Regions from separate parts of the Sus scrofa genome. Here all the other regions are linked to region 2. The links are chromatin contacts, called in public Hi-C and HiChIP or PLAC-seq maps. All regions are on one chromosome and are shown on one strand. Each heading gives the region's core, a stretch centred on a gene start, on an enhancer-like site or on the middle of the called end of the contact. The rest is flanking DNA. Distances are from core to core; before and after follow the strand shown.

Region 1 (2,700 bases), core at 162-2,661, 150 kb after region 2:
CTCCAAAGCCACTCAGCTCTTTTCCACTCTCGCTACCTACACAGAATCACTGCCTTGGTTAAGTAGAGACACAATGTGCTGTCCCTCAGAAATAATTACTTTCTGACAGATAACCACGGGAAAGGACAAGGCTTAAGAGAAAGCATCAGTGGAGGAAATATTATAGGACAAAGATGTTCCCACACTTGACCCAGACAATTTCTGACTCCTACTACGTCTAAGACGGCAGAGTGCATACTTGTTTTGATTGTCCACCAGGACACAAGATGCCTCCAGGCATGGGTCATGTGGTAGATTATTTGTAAAATTGTCTGCAAATGTTCCTTTTCCTGTGCATATGACCTTTCAGCCCCTCCCATCAAGACGTAGAGTCTATTTCCCCACCCCTTTTATCTGGGCAGGACTGATGACTTGGTTTGGCCAACAGACTGGTGGAGGGTGGTGTTGTGCCAGTTCCAAGCCCAGGCCTCCAGAACACTAGCCTGCCTCTGCTCATTCTCTTGGAGAACTGCTGCCACCCTGAGAACAAGCCCCAGCTAGCCTGCTGGAGGATGAGAGACCCCACAGAACGGACAAGCTGTCTCAGCGAGGCCATCTTTGACCAGCCAGCGTTCAGCCCACCTGCCAGCTGGCCACAGACACATGAGTGAACCTGGCTGAGACCAGAACTACCTGGCTAAGCCCTACCCAATTTGAAAGCTAAATGAGGAGTTCCTTCTATGGCACAGTGGGTTAATGATCCAGTTTGTCTTTGTGGAGATGCCAGTTCGATCCCCAGCCCAGCGCATTGGTTAAGGATCCAACATTGCTGCAGCTGTGGTGTAGATCGCAGTTGCTGCTCAGATTTGATCCCTGGCCCCAGAACATCCATATGCAAAGGATGTGGCAAGAAAGAAAGAAGGAAGGAAAGAAAAGAAAGAAAGAAAGAAAGAAAGAAAGAAAGAAAGAAAGAAAGAAAGAAAGAAAGAAAGAAAGAAAGGAAGGAAGGAAGGAAGGAAGGAAGGAAGGAAGGAAGGAAGGAAGGAAGAAAAGGAAAGAAAGGGAAATCGTCATTATTTCAAGCCACTAATTTTGGAGAATTCTGTTATGTAGCAAAAGCTAATTGAGATTGGACAGGCTTGGTACCTCTGCAAAGCACCCTGGCCTCCAGACACGATGCTCAGCCTATAGGGCTAGAAGAGAGTCCGCAGATGCAGTTGGTGCCCCACCCACATCCCCTCACCCTTACCATTTCAGTGCCTATCTGTCCAAAAACCAGTTGCCAGCATCTGTATCTCTGCCTGGGGGCTGTCCCTGGCCACCAGAGCCTATCTTCCCACTCTCACAGCAGGCAGGAGTGCCAAGCAGCCGTCAACCCATCACTGAGAGCTGGGTATGTGAACGCTCCAGCTGCCTTGTCCCCTGGGTATGCTATCTCTGTGTCCTTTACTAGATCGTCCCAGAAAGATCAAGGTCCTGCTACCCTGGGGATAACCAACTGGATAACAAACCTTTATGGGCTGCCTTGCCTTCTCTAACTCACTTCCCCCACTTCCCTATTGGTGCTTCCTGGGATCACCGCTCAGATAAACTACTTATTTCAAATCCTTATCTCAGGGTTTGCTTCTAAGCAACTAGATTCCTGGGCACCGAGATGGGGCTTCCACCCAGAACCATTACTCTCACCAGTCCCTGACTTCCACATTCCCCTCCTTCTTCCACTCCGGCCAGGGAGCCAGCTGCATAGACACTGCCCACTACCCCACCCCACTGTCCATGAGCACAGATACCCCCAGGCAGCCCCTCACAAGGCTTCAATGGCTTGAAGGACCACTTCCTCCACCATCTGACTTTAGCAACAGGTGTTGCTTTTTTTTTTCCTTCTCTCTCCAGTCCGCCAACTGTCTCATCTCATGGTCTGGAGGGTGAAGGCAGTGGAGGAGGAAAGACTTAGAGGAGACCCAGACTTGGAACAAAAAGGTATGGAGCAAACCAGGCTGTCCCTTCTTGTCTCTCTAATCAGATCTGAGCCCCCAACAGGATGCTGAATTCAGGGGAACAAGTTCTGTAAACACAGTCCCATCCCCCAGGGCTCAGGGGCCATCTGCCCAGAACATTCATTCAAAGATATTTACCAGGTGCCTGTTAGGTGCCAAGTACTGCTCTGGGTGCTAGGAAACAGCACAAACACACGCACACAACATATATCTATCCTCCCAAGCCAGGAGCATCTGTCTTAGAAGCTCACAGAACAGAGGAAGTGGGAATGTGTTCTGGGATAAGGCAGATCGGTATTCAAATCCTGTCTCCACCTGAAAGTAGCTGTGTGACCTTGGACATGTAGGTTAACCTCTCTGGGTCCGTTTCCTAGTCTGTGAGGTAGAGATAAATAGCAGTACCTATATTGCAGTGTTGTCGGCAAGGTTGACACATGTATAAACCCTTAATAAACCTTAGCTATTAGGACTAAATTTCTTAAGGTGGTGCCTCTGAGTTAAACAAGGTGCTTTGTTTCCCACAAACTCCACTGACACAGGGCCCAGCAAGAATGTGCATGAGAAAGGTCGGATGGGCTAATTTCCCTCAACACAGCGGCTGTTTGTTTGCATGTTCTTCACTTCTATGAAGCATAGGCTTTTTTCTTATTGCTTAAAAACATATATATACAGCCTTCTCGGGCTTTTATTTTTCTTATTCTTGATAGAAATATGAGCATAGAGA
Region 2 (2,742 bases), core at 116-2,615:
CCTGGCAACTGAGCTACAAAAGGTAAAGAACCAAAAATTCATCAGATGTGTGTCTACAGGCAGAGCAGAGTGGGCTAATGCACAGAGTCCTAGCGTGCAAGTTATGAGACATCCACTGATTTTCTTCCATTCTCCCTGATTTGCTTTGATGGGGGCTGTCCATCTAACCTCACTTGTTTGGAAGGCTGTGGAATCACCCATGGTTTGAGACTGCCCTTCCCATCCATCCGGATAATTTGAGCGTAGTAACTCAGTCTGCAGTTAGCTTTCCATAGCCTCTGTTTGCCACTCCTCCAATTACACTGGGGTGGGGAGTCGGGGGTGGGGTGGGGGGTAGATGACTTAGTGAAGTATAAAGCAGGATGGGGAGTTCCCCATTGTGGCATAGCAGAAACGAATCCACCTAGGAACCATGAGGTTGTGGTTCGATTTCTGGCCTCGCTCCTTGGGTTAAGGATCTGGTGTTGCTGTGAGCTGTAGTGTAGGTCTCAGATGTGGCTCGGATCTGATGTTGCTGTAACTGTGTCAGGCTGGCAGCTGTAACTCCAATTAGACCCCTAGCCTGGGAACCTCTATAGGCTACACGTGTGGCCCTAAAAAGCAAAGAGCCAAAAAAAAAAAAAAAAAAAAAAAAGGCAGGATGGGGCCCTTTGCTCATCCCATCCCCCACCAAGTCCCTCCTACTCTCTCCTACTTGAGAGAGCTCTTCGATACCCTCTCTTCACACAGCAGAATGTTTAACAACTGCTATCTCTCTCTCTCTCTCTCTCTCTCTCTCTCTCTCTCTCTCAGAAATTCTAGTGCATAGATTGGATGAGTTGTATTCTCTGGTTCGTGACCCAATCTTATCTTTGTACCATGCACACTCCACTTCTATTTAGTTATTTTTAAAAAAATAAATAAACATCGTCCAGCCCACAACCCAAACAAAAGCCAGGGCCTTGACAATAACCAACATATCTTTCAGATCCCAAGTGACAGTAAACAGGAAAACGAAACAGCCAGTCACCCAGCATATACAAGACAGAAGAAACCAGTCTTTTTAAAAGGTTTTGCCAGCGCCCGAAGAAAGCGTCTATTCCAAATGCCTCAACTTTTACATGGCCCAAGTGTCTCATTAAATTCCGGTCATTTAAAATCTGGGTTCCCAACTGGTATGTCACTTTATTTTAATGATCTATGTATGCTTCCTATGGAAACATGGAAAATGACTATTTCTTTTTTTCAATTAAACATGTAACAGCCAGCAGATGAAAGCCAGTTTCTCTCTTTGCCTGCTCCGGGAGCGGCCCCGGAAGGGGTTAACCAAGGCCCCTAGGACCCGGGGTGGAAAACTCTCAGTAACCAGAGCGCGGCCGAGCCGCGGTGCGCATGCGCCCAAGCAGCGCCCCGCACGCCCGCCCGCGGCTCCCGGCTCCTGGCTGCCTGGTGCACAAAGAGCTGCTTTGTTCCCTCGGCTCTGTTTTAAATATCTGACGGCTATTCCCCCCATCCCTGCGCCAAATCCCCCGGCCTGGCTGCAGGCGCGGCACAAGGGCGCATTGTGGGGCCGAGCAAGGGGCGAAGGGGGCTGGGGCGGCCGCTCCGTTGGGGATGCTCCGATTTCTCCAAGTTGACTTAGCCATTTGGGTCACCTGGGCTGAGTCGTGGGGGTGGGTGCAGAGAAAGCGGGGGGCGAGGGGTTTCATCTCATCGTCTTCCCCCCCCCCGCCCAGTTCCAGACTTAAAGATTGGAACCTGGGGACCCTGGGAATGAGCAGAATCGTTTCCAAAGCAGGCTCGGGAGGAGGTACTGAGGTTTCAGCCAAGCACAGCCGGGGCGGGGCGCGGGGGAGAACGGCCCACCCGAGCCCCGGGGCTGTCAGGGGGCCGCGAACCCGCGAGGCCAGACGCTGGGTTTCTTATCACTGCATCGCTGTACATATTTAGAAAGTGCCGATCACTCAGACACTTTGAAAAGCGTGGCATTCCAGCGCAAACCAACCCGAACAAGGGGAAGGGGGGGCAGAATCTTTTCTTCCTCCAAGGTCAGGGCCCATAAGGCGCTGCAGAAAAAGGCATCACACTAGGCTTTCTGCACCCACAGCTTGCAGGCTCTCGAGGTGCCCTGCTCCGTTTTAGGAATAGCCTCGCGGTGTGGCCCCTCCCTCCCAAGGGTAGGTACTGATGGTTGGGATGGGGTTGGAACAAAAGTAGGCTTTCAGCTCTATGGAGAGCAGGCCCTGCCCCACCTCCACCCCTCCCTTGTCTAGCTGGCAATCCTGAAGACTACCAGGTAATTTTCCTTCCCAGCATCCAGCTCAGGTGTTTGTTTACCTGCAGAGAAGGAGGCGTTCTTGCACTCTGGGAGGTTTTCTAAAAGACAATCCCAAACCCCACCCCTCTCTATTTGCAGGGAAAAAACTCTGTCCCGGGTCTTGGAAATTTAAAGCAAAGCACAAAATGTGGGCCTTAGCAATTCTGTGCTCGCTCTTAAGTTTAATGGAAAGGAGGTTTTCCTATCCCAGCCTGTGACCAGAGCCCCCACCCCCCGGGGCAGGTGAAGGAGAAGGTACTGGCTTGGGAAGATTTGATTCCGAAGCAGAGGGCTTTGTTGTGTTGTTGTGGCTCTTCTGGGCCTGTCTGGTAGCCCTAAATCCTCCCTCGTGGTTTGTTGTAAATCTCAGGGTGGGACTCCTGTCGCCTCAGAGTCCTTCCGAGGATAGGTCCTATTTCCTGAGGTATCTTTTTGTAAGTCATGCT
Region 3 (2,700 bases), core at 133-2,632, 170 kb after region 2:
CTGGAACACTCGGGATTTAAAACTTGCCTTTTTCCACACCGGCTGGCAAGCTACACGGCTTAAGGAGGCCCCTATTATATCCTTCCTCGCGGAGACCCTTGAACTCAAACAGGAGTTTCGTTGTCGGTACCCCCCCGCCCAATTCCCTCTACATCTACGAGTCGCGGTCCCTTGGGAAAAAAAAGGTGAGCGAGTCCCACGTTCGCCCAAAGTCTGCAGGAGATCGGCTATCACAGGAGGAAGCCTGGCCGAACTGTGGCGAGCTGAAGTCCCACTGCAAACTCGTTTTGCAACATCCTTTGAATCACAACTCTTGGCCTTTTTCTCGCAGATCCCCAGCCTCTCCAGAACAGAAGGGGACACATCCCAGCAAAACACTGTCCTGAGATTTACCTCTCCACCGGACCCCCACTTCCCGAGCCGCAGTCCGGCAATGTGGCTGGAGAGACTCGAACCCCCTCCCGGCAGCGGTGTCGCCCGGCAGCGGCGACACCCTGAGCGCTCACAGGGAAACCGAGCCCACTACCGAAACCGGGCTCAAAAGCAGCACGTTATGGACGAATGAATCACCGAAAAAAAGAAAAAAAAAAAAAACTGCCCCGGTCAATGCCCCGCGTCCCCCGGGCAGCCCCACGTAAACTTCGCCCCTCAAAACTCTGGACTCCAGATTCCCATGTAATCCCCGCCAGGAGCTGCTGAAATTCAAAGGATGGGAAGGAAAGCGCCAAATTCCTTCAAACTGGGGGGCGAAATGGGGCGGAAAAAACAACTACCTCGCCTCTCCTCGCTTTTTCCCAGTCTTCCCAGACCTAAACTTTGGGGGGTTCTTTTGGCAGACAAGAGAAAAAAGAAAAAGGCTTAGAAAAGTAAATGCTCCGCCCCACTTTACCTTGCATAAAACTTCGCTCAAGTCGAAGATGGTGGCAGACACAAGGGTGGTAGTCATCCTGGGCGCTCGCACGGGGCAGGGACGAGGATCTGGTTTGTTGTGAAGGTCCCGGTGCGGGGAAGGCTCTCCGGTCTGGAGTCCCACACGCCTGCTCCCGGCGCCCCTCGCCTTTCTGACTCTCCCCGGCTGCGGCGCGCGAAGCCCAATTTATATAAGTTTCAGATTTGGTGGGCCGGAGAAGAGGGAGGAGCTTTAAACTTATTTAAATGAGGAAGAGGAGGAAAAAAAGTTGATTGACACTGAAGTTGAATCAGCCATGCGGTCAAACTCGGGGGAAAAAAAAAAAGAAAGAAACTTTCAAAAGGAAGAAGGGGGAGGGGAGACGAGGAAAGAAGGCAAAGAAGAAAAAAAAAAAAACCCACTGCGAGCTGCGCACAACTTTTTTTCTTAAAGAGGAAAAGTTTCGACTCCGCTCGCTTGGCTACCCCTCGCTGCAGGCGCCCCTCTCTGGGGCGGTGCGCCGCGCGGGGGGAGGAGGGGAGCCCCCCCCTTTGTCAGCCTGCGAGCGCGGCTCTGTGACATCACTCATTCCACCCTCTTCGGGGTTCTTGTTGTTGTGTTGTTGTTTTTTTGTCGGGCAGGAAGGCGGGCTCGACTTTCTCTTTTTGCAAGCTGGAGCAGAAGCCCGTCCTTAGCGCCCGGGCTGCGGTTTCCATCTTGAGCAGATCTCCCTTGAAACTTCTCCAAGTACCCGCATAACTTACTCTTTCCCCGAGTTTTCTTTCGCACTCGGCTCCCCTCCGCAAACCCCACGGGGAGAGGAGATTGAAAATAAGAAGCTCACAAAGCGTTCAAGTTTAGGGTTTTGTTTTTTTTCAGGGGCGGGGATGGGGGTTGAGAGAGGAGGATTAGGAGACTTTTTTCCCCCCAGGAGGCCCTGGCCTGGCGGGGACGAGCACAGAGCGATTTAGCCCGCCGCACGCGTCTACACCCGCGATCGCTTTGCAGCGGACACCCTCCGAGAGTGGACTGGAGGGGTGGGGGGGGCGGGTTGTTAGCGAAAAGACCACGGCCCTGGCGGATTGTTTTAACAGGCTTGGGAGTGTATTTATTTCACACATCGATCTTTAAACGTTTTTGTAAAGAAAACCCGAATCCTCATGAGCGCCTCTTCTCCTCCTCGGAGGGAAAAAAAAAACCCACCCAGCAAGGCACAACTTTCCCCGCGCACTCTGAACCACGGGCCGCGCCGAAACTACCCCTACCAACACACATGCGCGCGCACACACACACACACGCACACACACACACACATACACCTAAACCACTGAACAAGGAAAAAAAAGTTGCTTTGGTAAAATAAAGGTAAAGAGATGGAGGAAGGCGACACTTTTAACTTATTGTTGCTTCTCCCCCGCCCCCAGGGGAACGGAACATATGGCTTGTCACAGTGAGCTGTTTTGGCGGGATGGGAGGAGGGGGGATATGGGATCCTCGAAACCGAAATGCCCCAATTGATTATTATGCTTTTGAAAACTGGGAAGTATATATTTATTTACTGTTAAGTTCAGATGCCCCTTCACCCACCCAAATAAAAAGTTGTCAACGTGTGCCCCACTGCCCACGGGTTGCTGGCGAGAAGACCGTGATGGAAATCTTGGGGCCGCATTTCTTTCCTATTTCCCCGCGTGCCCGGACGCCTCCTTGGCCCTCGCACGTTTCTTCCCAGCACTCGAGGCGGCCGGGTCTGTTATGAAACCCTGTGCGCTGAGTGGCTAAGAGCGGGTTCCATTGCGATGTAATTAGGTCAC
Region 4 (2,767 bases), core at 4-2,503, 130 kb before region 2:
CTTGATCCTCCTGGCTGAGAGCAGGGCTCACGGCTCACTCAAGGCGGCTACTCAGAGTCTGGGGTCAGATCAGACACTCCCGCCTATTTTATTTTATTTTATTTTATTTTATTTTATTTTATTTTATTTTGTCCTTTCTATGGCTGCACCCGTGGCACATGAAGGTTCTCAGGCTAGGGGTCTTATCAGAGCTGTAGATGCTGGCCTACGCCACAGCCACAGCCACAGCAACACAGGATCCGAGCTGCGTCTGTGACCTACACCACAGCTCACGGCAATGCCGGATCCTTAACCCACTGAGCAAGGCCAGGGATGGAACCCGCAACCTCCTGGGTCCTAGTCGGACTTGTTAACCACTGCGCCACGACGGAAACTCCTCCCCCCTGTTTTAAACGGTGGGACTAGTAATGACCTCACTACTTCTAGAAGGTTTAATACATACTAGATGTGTTTATGGACATTATCTCCCTTGATCCTCAGAATAATCCTACAAGGTTAGTACTCACATCCCCATTCCACAGATGAGGAGGCTGAGGTTCCGAGAGGTCCTGTAGCCTGTTCAAGGTCATTCAGCCAATGAGCCCAGGTCTATCTTTACTCAATCCACAGAATTACAGAAGGTTCAAGCCTCACAAAGATGGTGGACCCAGAGTCCCACAGCATCCCACAGCGCCTGGCTGGATGGCAAAAGTGGATTTTTGTATATTAGCAGCACTGCCACTAAAGTTGGATGACAGATTAACTGAGATTAAAGTTGCTGAGAGGACCAGGTTAGACCCTGCTCACAGCAGAGGGACAGCAAAACATCCAACTTCTGGGGAAATCTAGTCACAACTGAGACCCATCTCGGCCCCAAGGCCCCAAGGCCCCAAGCCTTTCTCCTCTCTCCCCAAGTTGGAGGGGTAGGCAAAACTCCTAACCAAGTGGCTTCCGCCGAGTGAGAATCCTGGACAGTCCACACACAGAGGACACATCCACAGAGCTCCCTCCCCCCAACCACAGCCAGGACCAAGAAGAGAGGAAACAGACCAAGAGAAGGGCTCCAGAAAGGCCTGTCCTAAGCAGGCTGGCTAGACTTGGGCGGGCTCTCCATGCCGGGAGTCCCCCTGCCTTTCACAGAGTCCCCATCAGAGTTTTAGGAGATCTGGGCTGATCCCCCCCCGCTGGCTGTGGCTTAGGCCAGGCCTGGCTAACGTGGCCGCTGCTTCCTCATCCTTCCAGTGCTCTGTATTGGAGGGAGAGCTGGGGCAGAGATGACCCCGGGGCCTGCCAGACTTCCTCCCACGCAGACCTCTGTGTGAGATAAAGGCAGGCAAGGCCGAGCCCCAGGACAGCCGCATAATAAATTCCCTCTGGCCCTCCCGGGCTCATTGTTCTAGTGCAGGAGTTGTTTTGAGTACGATCAAAAGGAAGGAAGAGCACTGTGCTATCAGGCTGGGGAAGAAGGATGCTCTCCTGACCGCTCCTGTTGCCCTTGGCCACCCTCATGTTAAATATGAGGAAACCGAAGGGCCATGTGCAGCCTAACCCCAACCGCGTGGCCAGGCGCATGGCCCTCTGGTGAGGCAGGGCTCCATCTGAAACATGCTGACACCCGTCGTGGTCGCCAGCCCTGGTCCTTTCACTCAGGCCGGAGCACAAGGTTGGAAGCAGTGTGGGGTGGGAGCCGGAAGTGGACTCTGGAGTGGCTGCCTTAGCTGTTGTTTACCCCCCAGGCTGAGAACTGAGGCGGTAAGGGCACAACACTTGGAAAGAATAGGCCACAAAAGGAACTTCCCGACTTTGGCTGGCTTGGTGCCTAGGGCTCAAGACAGTGAATAGCTCAAGTTCTCTGTGAACAGCTCAACTTCGGGTCCGTGGCCTTTTTCCTATGCTCTGCCCAGGTTCATGGGGCGGTGTGTGCCTTCAGGCCCCCCAGCCGGATTCCTGCCGGGAACTGGAGCAGAAAGCATGGCCTTCCTGCAGCTCCAACCGCAGAGGCAGGCAGGGAGGCGCTGAGGGTTCCTCCTCTCCGATGCACAGGCTCAGAGAGTCCTTGGCCTCTCAGACGCCTGCCCTGCCCAGTGCCCAGAGTCTGATTTGCCAGGTGCCCAGCTGTCGTGGCCTGGTCACCTTTGTCTGGGCTGGAGGCCATGTCTGAGCCATCAAAGGCGCCTCCATGGAAGAGGATGTCAATGTGCTTCCTCAACCAGAAAGGTGGTTTGAGCCCGGCCACAGCAGCCCAGGCAAACAAGCAGAAGCCTGTCAATGGAGAGACGGGGGCTGCTGGGAGATCAGACGACAACAAAATGAGAACCATTATCAGTCTCGTCCCAGCCCGAAGGAGGGAGAGCCTTTGAAGCCACAGACAGGCTGAACAGAACTTTCCACCTGAGAGACGCTGGAGATGGGAGGTCAGGCTGCACGCAGCCCCCACAAAACCTGATCAAAGCCTGCTGCAGAAGGGCGGGGGCCCACAGCTGCAGCCCCGCTCCCCCGACGGGCCCCCCCAGGGCTTTCTGCAGACAACGGGGCTGCCTCTGCAGGGGCCTGTGGGAAAACCCAGCGCAGATGCGCTGTGCAGCCAAACCCCCAAGCAGCACTGCTGGGAGAGGGGAATGCGAAACCCCTCAGTGGTCCTGAAAAGAAGAGGAAGGGACTCAAAGCATGCAGAAAATGCAAAGACCACCCACCTGAGGAGTGCCTACCTTTCAGAAACAAGTCACTCCCGGCTTCTGAAAGAACAAACAGGCCAACACGTCTGCTCAAAGTGCTGAGCAGAACATGG

Evidence for each region. Hi-C and Micro-C count contacts between places; a contact is called where the count stands out from the background. HiChIP or PLAC-seq counts read pairs in DNA pulled down with a chosen protein or histone mark.
Region 1: a contact with region 2 is called in a Hi-C map of heart right ventricle, with 2.6 times the contacts expected there. The contact joins two enhancer-like sites. A contact is called at or near these places in 3 of 47 Hi-C or Micro-C datasets (alveolar macrophages, embryonic fibroblasts and heart right ventricle) and 1 of 2 datasets of contacts at active chromatin or transcription factors (skeletal muscle).
Region 3: an H3K27ac HiChIP or PLAC-seq map of skeletal muscle shows a contact between it and region 2. The contact joins the promoter of ZFP36L1 here to the enhancer-like site in region 2. A contact is called at or near these places in 3 of 5 promoter capture datasets (fetal skeletal muscle and liver), 5 of 47 Hi-C or Micro-C datasets (alveolar macrophages, brain, embryonic fibroblasts and 2 more) and 2 of 2 datasets of contacts at active chromatin or transcription factors (alveolar macrophages and skeletal muscle).
Region 4: a Hi-C map of liver shows a contact between it and region 2, with 6 times the contacts expected there. The contact joins two enhancer-like sites. A contact is called at or near these places in 1 of 47 Hi-C or Micro-C datasets (liver) and 1 of 2 datasets of contacts at active chromatin or transcription factors (skeletal muscle).

What each region holds. Positions count from the first base shown.
Region 1 is chr7:92,474,235-92,476,934 of Sscrofa11.1, forward strand. No RefSeq gene overlaps it. Among named protein-coding and RNA genes, the nearest start is that of ZFP36L1, 20 kb to the right of the region's middle. Within about 2 kb of position 1,412, at least 3 of the 83 cell types and tissues checked have an H3K27ac peak or open chromatin away from gene starts, as enhancers often do.
Region 2 is chr7:92,324,341-92,327,082 of Sscrofa11.1, forward strand. It overlaps LOC110261622 (a long non-coding RNA gene), which reads left to right. Exons shown (of 3, transcript XR_002345985.1): 1 at 1-22; 2 at 968-2,156. Among named protein-coding and RNA genes, the nearest start is that of ZFP36L1, 170 kb to the right of the region's middle. Within about 2 kb of position 1,366, at least 53 of the 83 cell types and tissues checked have an H3K27ac peak or open chromatin away from gene starts, as enhancers often do. A contact at or near this core is called in brain, fetal skeletal muscle, liver and 1 more, where this site is marked.
Region 3 is chr7:92,494,482-92,497,181 of Sscrofa11.1, forward strand. ZFP36L1 (mRNA decay activator protein ZFP36L1) reads right to left here and starts at 1,383. Exons shown (of 2, transcript XM_013989124.2): 1 at 890-1,383. The coding sequence starts at 946.
Region 4 is chr7:92,195,003-92,197,769 of Sscrofa11.1, forward strand. All of the region lies in intron 11 of RAD51B (DNA repair protein RAD51 homolog 2), which reads left to right. Among named protein-coding and RNA genes, the nearest start is that of ZFP36L1, 300 kb to the right of the region's middle. Within about 2 kb of position 1,254, at least 31 of the 83 cell types and tissues checked have an H3K27ac peak or open chromatin away from gene starts, as enhancers often do. A contact at or near this core is called in liver and skeletal muscle, where this site is marked.